Regions from separate parts of the Mus musculus genome. Here region 2 is linked to region 1. Evidence: chromatin contacts called from public HiChIP or PLAC-seq data. All regions are on one chromosome and are shown on one strand. The core of a region is the stretch at or near the end of the contact, and the rest is flanking DNA. Distances in the headings are between cores, read along the strand shown. Region 1 overlaps Ebf1 (early B cell factor 1). Region 2 overlaps Ebf1 (early B cell factor 1).

The links. HiChIP or PLAC-seq counts read pairs in DNA pulled down with a chosen protein or histone mark.
Region 2: a CTCF HiChIP or PLAC-seq map of the NIH/3T3 cell line shows a contact between it and region 1, with 6 read pairs. The contact joins two enhancer-like sites.

The regions. Positions count from the first base shown.
Region 1 is chr11:44,635,848-44,641,174 of GRCm38.p6, forward strand. All of the region lies in intron 5 of Ebf1 (early B cell factor 1), which reads left to right. Among named protein-coding and RNA genes, the nearest start is that of Ebf1, 20 kb to the left of the region's middle. Within about 2 kb of position 1,449, at least 7 of the 459 cell types and tissues checked have an H3K27ac peak or open chromatin away from gene starts, as enhancers often do. A contact at or near this core is called in the NIH/3T3 cell line, where this site is marked.
Region 2 is chr11:44,951,955-44,957,459 of GRCm38.p6, forward strand. The region is part of intron 10 of Ebf1 (early B cell factor 1); the gene reads left to right. Among named protein-coding and RNA genes, the nearest start is that of Gm51859, 130 kb to the right of the region's middle. Within about 2 kb of position 2,112, at least 10 of the 459 cell types and tissues checked have an H3K27ac peak or open chromatin away from gene starts, as enhancers often do. A contact at or near this core is called in the NIH/3T3 cell line, where this site is marked.

The DNA.
Region 1 (5,327 bases), core at 199-2,698:
TTATTTATTTATTTAACATAAGTACACTGTAGCTGACTTCAGACGCACCAGAAGAGAGAGTCAGATCTCATTATGGATGGTTGTGAACCACCATGTGGTTGCTGGGATTTGAACTCATGACCTTTGGAAGAGCAGTTGTTGCTCTTAACCATTGAGCCATCTCTCTAACCCCCAGGTTCTTGCTTATTTTATTTTGCAAAAGAACCTTGAAACTCTCAAGGCTAGCCTGCTTATGTGATAGGGTGGGTTTTTGTGTTTTTTCCTTACTTGTTTGCAGGTTTAGTCTGATTGCCTCCACTCAGTTATGTGTGGCTTTCCCAGGGAAGCACCTCTGGCCATTGGCCCAAGTCATAACCCCTTATAAGTTGTCCAGGGTACCGGGTGCTTTTAACTCCATAGGACACCCTGCCTTTGCAATGACACCTACTCTCTGTTTTTATTCAGCCAAGCCCTTTAAAAGGCAGGAAGTGACTCAGTGGACTCCAGGCTTCAGCTGTCCCATTTGTGAAATGGGGTTTTAAATGTTATCTCCTAGGGTGGTAGTGAAGGTTAAACGCTATAGTCCCTATAAATTCTTACCTTGATGCTTGGCAGAGTCAGAATGGAAATACTGTTATGACTTGAAGCAGTATTAATAGAAGCAGTAGTAGAGAACTCATCTGTGCCTGGCCAAGTTTGGTACTTTTTGGCTCTAAGTAGCTGATGGTAAGAAAGCATTGAAGGGAGGTTTGGTGTCTATCAAACCTGGATGTACCTGGTTCCCTACAGTTGTGGTGATGATGTATCTTTATTGTTAGTACCTTCTATGTGCAAAGCCTTGTGGAATTTAGAGTAAGGAAATTTCATGCCATAGTGGGAAAGCTTGAAGATGGAAGCTTTGAGCAGCTAATGAGACGTCACTGGGCAAAGGGTTTGATGTGATGGTGGGTAAAGGACTCTGAGGATGGAGAGGAGGGAGGAAATATTTGTAGGTGAGTCATATCAGTGTGTGTGTGTGTGTGTGTGTGTGTGTGTGTGTGTGAGAGAGAGAGAGAGAGAGAGAGAGAGAGAGAGAGAGAGAGAGAGAGAGAGAGAGAGAAGATGGGAGAGGGATTTTAGAGGCCACCTAAAGAAGTGTTTGTGGTCTAAGCAGGGTTGCTCTGTGAAGGTTTACAGCAGAGCAGTCTTGTGGCCTGGAGCTGGCGAGAGGGACTTGGTGAAAGATAACCAGCTTCAAACTCTGCTTCTCAAAGGCAAGAACTGAGGCTCTGTGGAAGATGAGGTTGAGAATTCAGAATAAGAAGAGAGGACTCAATGATTCCATTCTTGAGAGGAATGCTCATATTGAATAAGAAGGTCACACTGTCGAATTAGAAAGAACTTTGAGTATATAGGGTTCCAAGAATGAAAGGAAGGGGGGCAGGTCAAGGTGGAGAAATCAACCACAGGAATTTTAGGGCCAATGAGACATGGATGGGCACAAAGAGAAAAAGCCCCAGGTCACTGGTGACTCACGAAGTAGAGTCATGTAGGCACCCTAAGTCTAATCTCAGGTTTTTTTGTTTTTTGTTTTTTGGTTTTTTTTTTGAGACAGGGTTTCTCTGTGTAGCCCTGGCTGTCCTGGAACTCACTCTGTAGACCAGGCTGGCCTCGAACTCAGAAATCTGCCTGCCTCTGCCTCCCAAGTGCTGGGATTAAAGGCCTGCGCCACCCCTGTCCGGCTTTAATCTCAGTTTTTATAGGCCCACATGGCATGAAGTACTGGCTACTCTTACAGTAAGAATATTGATTGGGAGAGAAATGAACTCTAGATAAAGGAAAGAAAACTACACAATGCTTACAAAGATGGAGCGAGTCAATCAGGAGAAAAGAGTGCCAGGTATTAACCCCAGCAGTACACAAGGCCATGAGTGCCCAGTCAAGGAGACAACAGGATTCAGCACTTGAAGGTTGAGTGTTCTGAAGACAGGCAACCTTAGGTGTGAGAGGATGGCAGAGGCCAGTGGAGTCTATGTAGCAGATTCCTTCAGAACTTATCTCCTTCACAGGTATTAACCAGAGTGCCCTGGTAATTTACATAGCTCATTCTGTAGCCACTTAGGATGAATAGGGCAGGAATCGTAATTTCTACTGGGATGCTCAGTTTAGCAGGGAGTGGTTGCACTTCTCTGTAATTCCTGCACCTGGGAGGCAGAGGCAGAGGCAGAGGCAGAGGCAGAGGCAGAGGCAGAGGCAGAGGCATCTCTGTAAGATTGAGCTAGCCTGTGTTGGATAGTGAGTTCTGACCCAATCAGAGCTATGTAACAAGACTTTTTTTCCTATATATTTTATTATTCATTCATTCATTCATTCATTCATTCATTCATTCATTCATTCAGTTTCTATCAAGATGGAAGTCCCCCTCCCTCTTTTCCTCCCAGTCCCACCCTCACAACCCCTTCCCTCCATTACCCACTCTCCTTCTCCTCAGTTCTTAATTGTTCCCACCCAAACGGCCCATGTCTCCAGTGGCAAGAGGCTCTACTTACAGTGCTTGAGATGAGGATCTGCAGACTCCAAGGCTAGGGAGCATTCAGATGTTTCCTGCTCTGATTTATGAGCTTGTGAGTCAGCTCGCTAGAAATCTGCCACCTGTGTTAGACGTTAAGCGAGGGACTCCTAAATCTGCCTTTCCCCTCAGTGTGCAGTGGAGATACATGGACCTGCTGGTGAAAAGGTTGCTGTTCAAGTCTCCAGTACACATAGCCCACACCAGGTGTGGGGGGACCTACTGCTGTGACTGGCCACATGGCTGTCCTGTCATTTGGGTTGCAGATTAAAAAGGGATGCAAAGCAGGCACCTGCCTGTTTTTTTTTTGGGGGGGGGGTGGATCTTGATCTTGGGCAAATCAAATCAGGGAAATCCAAGTCCTCTCAGTAGCTGCCTGCTGTAGGAAACATGTGCCGAGCCCATGCAGGCACAGATGGCAGGAGACTGAGAGATGCTATGTGAGTGGATGGGGGCTTCAGGCATGCCCACTCTGTTTGCTTTGACCAACATGGTTTCTTTTCCTGGTAAGTGCTTCAATGGTATCATTTATGGGGTTGCTTCAGTATAAGCCCTCTTCTGCCTAGACATTAGGGATTTTGTTCTTTCAGCTCGTCCCTTCCAGTTAATGCCTCCCATCTTGGATATAGCAGAGTTCAGTGCCCATCTCTCCTTGTTTAACTTTAGTGGACAGAAGTGAATCAGGTCTGACTGAGGTGGAAGAATTATCACAGTAGATAGTCATAGGTTTGAAGGGCAGCTCCAGTCATTCGTTTGTTTATTTTAGTCATTTTATTTTTATTATTTTTTATTCACTTTACATCCAGATGATCCCCCTCCCAGTCCTCCTTTAGCAGTCCCTCTCCCCCCTTTTCCTCTGAGAGGATAGAGTCCCCCCAGTATGCTCCCCCAATATCAAGTCCCTGCAGGGCTAGCTTTATCCTCTCCCACTGAGGCCAGACAAGGTAGCCTATTTAGGGGAATGTAGTCCACAGACAGGCAGCAGCTTTAGGGATAGCCCCCACTGCAGTTGTTGGGGGAATACCATGAAGAGTGAGCTACATGTCTGCTACATATGTAGAGGCCTAGGCCCTGTCCTTGTATGCTCTTTAGTTGGTGGTTTAGTCTCTGAGAGCCCCTAAGGATCCAGGTTAGTTGACTATTGTTCTTCCTGTGCAGTTCCCATCCCCTGCCTGAAGGACAGTTCTTTGCTCTGCTTGGCTCTGGGAAGCTACTGGTTAGTGGATCTCATCTCAGCTTTGAGACTGGAGTTTTGTTCCTAGGAACCCACGTGGTAGAAAGGAAGACTCAACTCTTGCAGGTTGTCCTCTGATCTCCACATGTACGCAGAGGTGTATGTGCACCTACACACAGAGATAAATAAATAAGCAAAGATGTAGAGAAAAGTGTAATAAAGCTATAAATAAATCGTCCTTCTGCCTGAGATCGGCTTTTATTTCTCTTAGTAGGGAAGTGTCCTTGAGACACAAAGCAGAACACCAGGAAGAACAGAAGTGAGGGTGCCCCTCCCTCTATCCACCGTCTCCTCTAGGCTTTTCTAGATTAATCTTTAATGTTCTTAGGAATTTATTCACAAGTCAACTTTTGAAATCCTACTTCTTTTAGTTGCCTTTGCTGGGGCTGGGGGGGGGCGGCGCTAAGAGTTTATGTATCTGTCTTTGTAAAAGTCAAGCATGAAGGATAGATAATAAAATTAGACAACGAATAAATGTGTAGTTGAATGTGGAAGTACGAAGAGACCAGGCAGAAGCTACAGAGCTTTGGGGTGGCCAAGCACTGAAGAACTTTGTTAAGCAGTGGAGATTTAAGTGAATTGTGGGAGTACACCAAACTTATGAACATTTCTCTCTCTCTTCTCTTCCTTCTCCTTCACTCACTCTTCCAGAAGTGGATTCATACTGTCCGTACCACTTTGTAACTTGATTTCTTAATTCATACTATAATGTAGACTTCTTCCATGAACTATGTCAACTGTAACCTTCATTCTTTTTAGTGTACAGAATTCCATGAATATAGGTGTACATACACACCTTTGCACTTCCAGCTACATCCCCACATGTATTGCATGTGCACACAAGTCTCTGCAATCTTTGTCAATTTTCACTGATAGGGGGAAAATACATGTTGGAAACTAATTAAGAGAGGAAGGATTTCCTTTGGCTCATTTTTCAAAGTGTTCAGTAGAAGGTCCCTGTCTGTTTCTGGGACTGTGGTGGAGAGAAGCTGATCATGGCTCATGGCAAGGTACCACCCTAAGCACATGCCTCAGAGACATACTTCCTCCAGTTAGCATCTCAAAAACACCTCTAGAAGCTCCAAAAATAGTGATCCAGCCTGAGACATAGACTTCCTAGGAGCCTGTGAGGGGCATTGCATGGCCACATCTTAACTTGCTCTATATCTCAGGGGGATGATATTGTAGGTATTGGTGTGTTTCAGGGAATGCCAACTATATGGTGTGGCAATGTGACCCAAAATACAGAAACCTGTTTAAGCTAGTTTTAACATTTTGTATATACCTTTCTTTCTGTGTGTAGTGACTTCTATCATTTCCTTTTTCTGTTTTCTTGACTGTGTCTATTTTATTTCCATTCTGTATTTTTCACATGCCTATGTCTGAGCACCTTGGGGTCACAGCAGATAGACCTAGTTTAATTTCTCTTACCATCAGGGCATCTGTGCTGTGGAGATGAGGACTATACATAAGCTGAAATACGTCTCTGAGGCCAAGAATGACATGTGGAGGAGGCGCTTTTGTGTGGGGGCTGGGATAGAGTACAGAATGCATGTCCAGAGAGTC
Region 2 (5,505 bases), core at 862-3,361, 320 kb after region 1:
AGCCTGCTAGTGAGTCCAAGTGCTCCTCTCACACATCTCTGGATGATTTGCTCAAGGAAATAACAATCATTTCCATTTCAAAACACCATTCACAAAATAACGTGTGCTAATTATGTAGCAAAACAGAGCAAATAAACAAACAACCCCCCCCCCAAAAAGCAAAAACCAAGAGAGGATAAAAGGGTACAAACTCACCCAGTACTCATCACCCAGTAATGGCAATGCCTCCCTGGACTTCTCTGTTATTTTTCTATGTATAACAAACACAGGCAAACATCTTTTTTTGTTTTGTTTTGCATCTGTGACTATATTGTACTGTGTGTCTATTCACACATGCAGCTTCATCTTCTGCTTTATTTAATATACCCCTTTCCTCACACACTAAGTCTTCTCCATAGCACGGCATTGAAGAGAAGCATAATTTCACACAGTGTAGACTTACTGTATTCTCCCACCGGCTACTGCTAACTAGTTAAGCCCATCTTTCACATATAACTGCATTATGATGCGCTGTGTGCTTCCTTTTCTAACTTGATGCTTTAATAACCATTGTAATTTCCTACAACTAAATTGTTCTAAAGCATTTGAACACTTAAATTTTTTTCCTACATAATTCTTTTTTTTTTGAGGGAGGTAGATGCCTTTCAAATAAAACATATTTGAAATAATTTTATTTTCTATTATAGTATTTGTACCATAAAATAATGTCATAAAGTATAGAACAGTGGAAATAAAATATGCCCACATGTATACAAGAACTCACAATTAGCCTACAAAATTATATCTAGCCATAAAGTAAGCATGCTAAGACCCTAGTATTTATATTAATACAGCCGGCCATACTTGTTAATGTATAAGTGTTTAATCTATCGGTACCCCCTCTCTTTTTTATCACCCAACTGCAAACTGGGTTCATTTTAGATAATTACCTTCAGTACTAAATGTATATTATCTGCCCAGTTAGGAAATAGATTGGAGGGAATTCAGAAATCAATAGTAATAAAGTAAACAGAGAGAATAGAATCTATTTCCGCTCTTACTATTTATTTGAATCTACTCTTCTAGAGACAGGGTCCCTGTCTAATGGATGTTGGACAGAGGACCACAAATAAACTCTGCTGGGAGCAGCTCTCCTTTAAGAATTGATCGCTGTTTCAGTAACTATCCTATTGTTTGAATATTAAAATGGCAGGTGCCTGTGGATGCCAGTGATGCTCTGGCTTCTGCTGTGCTCAGAATTGATTTCAGTTTCTCTTCAGTGTTTATACATCTAGCCCTCTGTGTGGCTGCTTTCGGCGCAACCTCTCTCTGGCCTTCATAAAGTGAATTTTTGACAGCAGATTGATGTTAGATTCACTGATGTTATGCTAACCACAATCTCATTGTCCAAAGGGAAATAAAATCCACTGTCCCATATTGCTGACAATAAAGGAAGCCCTCTATAAAGTGTCAGAGTTGGTGCCATCATGAGGAAAGATAATTTAATTCTCAAATTGGGACATGTCTATGGCTACTCCTTTAGCACAAATGTGGGAGAGTTAGTTTCCCTTGCCCAGGCTAAGAATATTCCAGTGGGCTAATGAGATTCAGAGAGGTGGCATTCCCAGACTCCCACAATCAAGAACATATTTCTGTCACATAGAGGAAACTCATACCCTGTGCTCTTTGGTGTGTGCTTAGTTTCTGCCTGTAATTGTCACTAGTTTCCCCCAATCCTAAAATGTATCAGCATTTATTTTCTCAAGAGTGCATCTTTCACTGTAGACTGGTCCGTCTGGTGTTTGAATGGCCTGATTTGGTTCATTCATCATTGAATTCGCAAGGCCAGGCTTATGGTGAACCAGGAAACTCCTTCGATGCTTCTGGAACTAGAGACCTTTTCGGATTTGAAGTTTTGGCTAAGGGAAACACAGCAAGATGCTGAGTTTATTTCCAGAGCACCCAGGAGATCGGCAGAGACTGCTTTGCATGTCCCAACATGCCTCCTCCTGTCATTTTCCTAATACTCCGTGACAATGGTTAAAAAGTTTCAAAGGGAGCCACGGAGTCCCGTGCATAAGCATTTGCATCCACTTGCCCTTTACAAAGTCGAGTCATACATGATGTCTTCATCATGTGAGCTGCCGAGTCACACACCCTTCTGATTTTAAGAGGCCATGTGCTCAGTGGGAGCTTGCGCTTGGCATCCTTCTGCTTCCAGACTCTTGCTTCTGTTGGCTGCTAAACTAGGCTGGCTTCCACAGTCCTTGGCCAGGTGATGGGCAGGAATCGACAGGAATCCTCTGGGTGCGCACCTCCGATTCCCGCTTAGGTCCTTCTGTTACGGGGAGAGAATGGAAAGTGAAATCTCAGAACAGCCCTGGCATTTCAGGAGAGAACTTTGCGCTTTGTTGTCCCCCACCCCCAACCCTACCCCTACCCCACCCCCACCTCCATCATTCTATGGCCCCTTCACATCCACCAGGCTCTATTTGCAAGCCCAGTCCTTTCCTCAGAGGGCACATCTAAAGCCCGATTAACTGGCAGGATGGTGTTATTTGTGATTCCTGTGCAAGGTGTCTCACGGCCCTGATTGGGAGGATGTCAATTTTGCAAGGACAGCATTATTTGTAGCATTTGCTGTTGCTTAGCCCCAGAGTGCTAGTTTGCTTGGGAAGGACGAGTGCTTAATATGCCCACTTCTTCCCTCTCTTGTCCCCTCTGCGTTCCTGCTGAATCTTCCTTTCTAAGCACGACCCTGAGACTGTTGCCCTTGTACCAGCCATTGAGAAGAGAAGGCGCTCCGGTGCAAATGGGTCATTAATGGTGAATCTGGAAGATAGCTAACTGATATGTGCGTTCAATTAAGATGAGTTTTTCACTTAAAGACTCCCCAGGAAGGGCAGCTTTCCCCTCAATTCTGGGCCATGAGCAGTTAATGAAGAAAGCATATCAGAATTCCACCCATGTTTCCCGAGGCTTCCTTGGTCCCATATAATTTTCAAGTTACTTTGATGAAGGAGAACTTGCAAGGTGAGATTAAACAAGCAGGAAGGTGATAATGGGGGAGTATGTGTCGTTTCTCATCTTTTCTATGGGTGACATCACCAGGCACTTGACAAATTTGTGTGTGTGTGTGTGTGTGTGTGTGTGTGTGTGTGCTCCAGTCAAATCCATTTGGGCAGGTTTGCTTTTTAAAAGTGTCTTACTAAATGCTAGTCTTTGTTTAGCACAGGGAGACACCAGCTCCTGTCTTCTGCATTGAATCTAGCCTATGTTTTATGGTTTGTCTTCTCCTGTGTTAGTCTAACGGAGAGACATCATTATCTACACCCAAAGAGACAGAGAGGGAAAACGAGAAAGGAAAGCTCAGAGCAGGCCAGATATTTCAGGGGAGAGCCATGCATTTTGTTGCCCCTCCCCCACTTCCACCCAGTTCTACAGGGGCAGTCCAGGTGAAGGGTGATGGTAGGTGGCCAGTGGAGACAGACTGTCTGTATTAACATCATAATTTAGGTCTCACTGGAGTGAAGCTTGGTCAGGACCCATCTGTCCTCTGTCCTGGACATGTACCTAGAAAAACAGTGATAACCACAGTAGAGGCTGCCCATAGCTAGCTAGCAATCCACAGTTGAAGCTCTAGTGCTTAGCATGCAGTCTCGGGCACACAGTTAACTATAGTGTGCATATGTGTTAGGGGGCTACTGTTCTTATCCCAGTTCCACTGTGAAGACTTTGGTAAAGCCAGAGATGTTTTGAATTTCATCAGTGTGGTCATAGTAGCCTTTAAAGGACATGTAGGCAATGGTTAAAAACAATATAAAAGTCAGGCCTGGTGACACTGTAATGACAGTGACTCAAGGAGGGCAAGGCAGAAGGGCCACAAGCTTGCCTAGGCTACGGACTGAGTTCACGGCCTGCTCAGGCAACTTGGTGAGACCTTGTCTCAAAACAAACAAACAAACAAACAAACAAATGAAAAAGAAGGCCACAGATGTTGCTCAGCGCTTGGTCAGCTTGTTCAAAGCTCTGGGTTCAATGGCTAGGACAGTTCAAAACAAAACAAACAAATAACAAACAAATAACAAGATAGAAGCACTTGAAAACTTCAAGAGACAGCTCCAGGGTACTGGCTGGGCTCCATATCCTTGGCTGTTCATCCTTGCAGATGCGTCCTTTCTATAAAGTGATGGGGCCATCTGGTTTGGAAAGTGTCAACATCTGTAGGAGATAGCCTGTGTCCGAAGGGCAGCACCGGGACTCATTTTCAGCCGAAGCGGTTGCGTCATGCCTCTGATCAGTTTTTGCATCTGTAAAATGAGCATCTGTGCTAGTTTGATCTCTATTGCTGTAATACAGACCACCATGACCAAAAACCTGGGAAGGAAAGTTGGTTTGGCTTCCATGTGCCAATTACAGGCCATCCTTGAGAGAACCAGGGTAGAAGATCAAGGCAAGCACTGTTGCAGACCATGGATGGACACTACTTATTGGCTTGCTTCCCATGGCTTGCTCGGTTTGCTTCCTTATACCACTCAGGACCTCCTACCCATGGGTAGTACCACCCACAGTGATCTGAGCCCTCTCGTATCAATCATTACTCAGGAAAATATCCACAGAACGTGCCTACAGGCCAATCTGATGGTCCTTTTCTAAATTGAGATTCCGTCTTCACAGATGACTCTAGCTTGTTTCAAGTTGAAAACAACAACCACCAACCCAGCTTACTTTTTATGACACTAAAAACGAACAAACAAACAAACACAACACAACACAACAAAAATGGTCTTTTTCATTTACAACCTGGCTTCTGTGGAGGACCGATTTTGGAGCTGGGTTGTGATCAGACTGATAACTCCTGTCTCATCTTGCACTTGGGTTCCCCAAGCTTGCTCTTTTTTTTCTCTCTAGGCAGAAAGCTTTCTGCTGCAGTACAGTCCTGCAGCTTTGTTCCCGTCTGTGTGATTACATCAGGATAAAGTCCTTAAAGATGTAAAAGCATGCATTTGTATCTAAAAGTTGTTGGGATAGCTTTTTGAAGGGATAGGGTGAAGCAATGCAGTATGTTTGATTTTTGTCCTTAAAGGGTGACAGTACCCATTGTCCCAATATAATCATAAAATTTTTCCATTTAGGAATAGGTCAGCAGTTTATCAGGCCGATCTCTGCCCCTGCAGATATGTCTCTGGCCTCTGAAAAAGGTCTGTAAGGGGATCTAGAACACTGGCCTCAGGCAAAGTTAGTCCCATGGATAGGGCTAAAGATGTACTTTTCATTTCATATATATCGTCCACCTTCCAATGAGGGTTGGCAGACAGGAACAGGAGAGTAGAAAGGAGGTCGCTTCCTGTGCTTCTGTTTGTTATGCGATTTAAGCAGGCCCATGACAGCCATCATTGGAGGGAACCGGAAGCTGCTGCTGCTGCTGCTGCTTGGCATTTTCCATCTCTAATACCAATGATAGAACTGAGCTGGGAGAACCCTAAGTAGGAGCTAGGACTTCTTCCTCCTCCTCCTCCTCCTCCT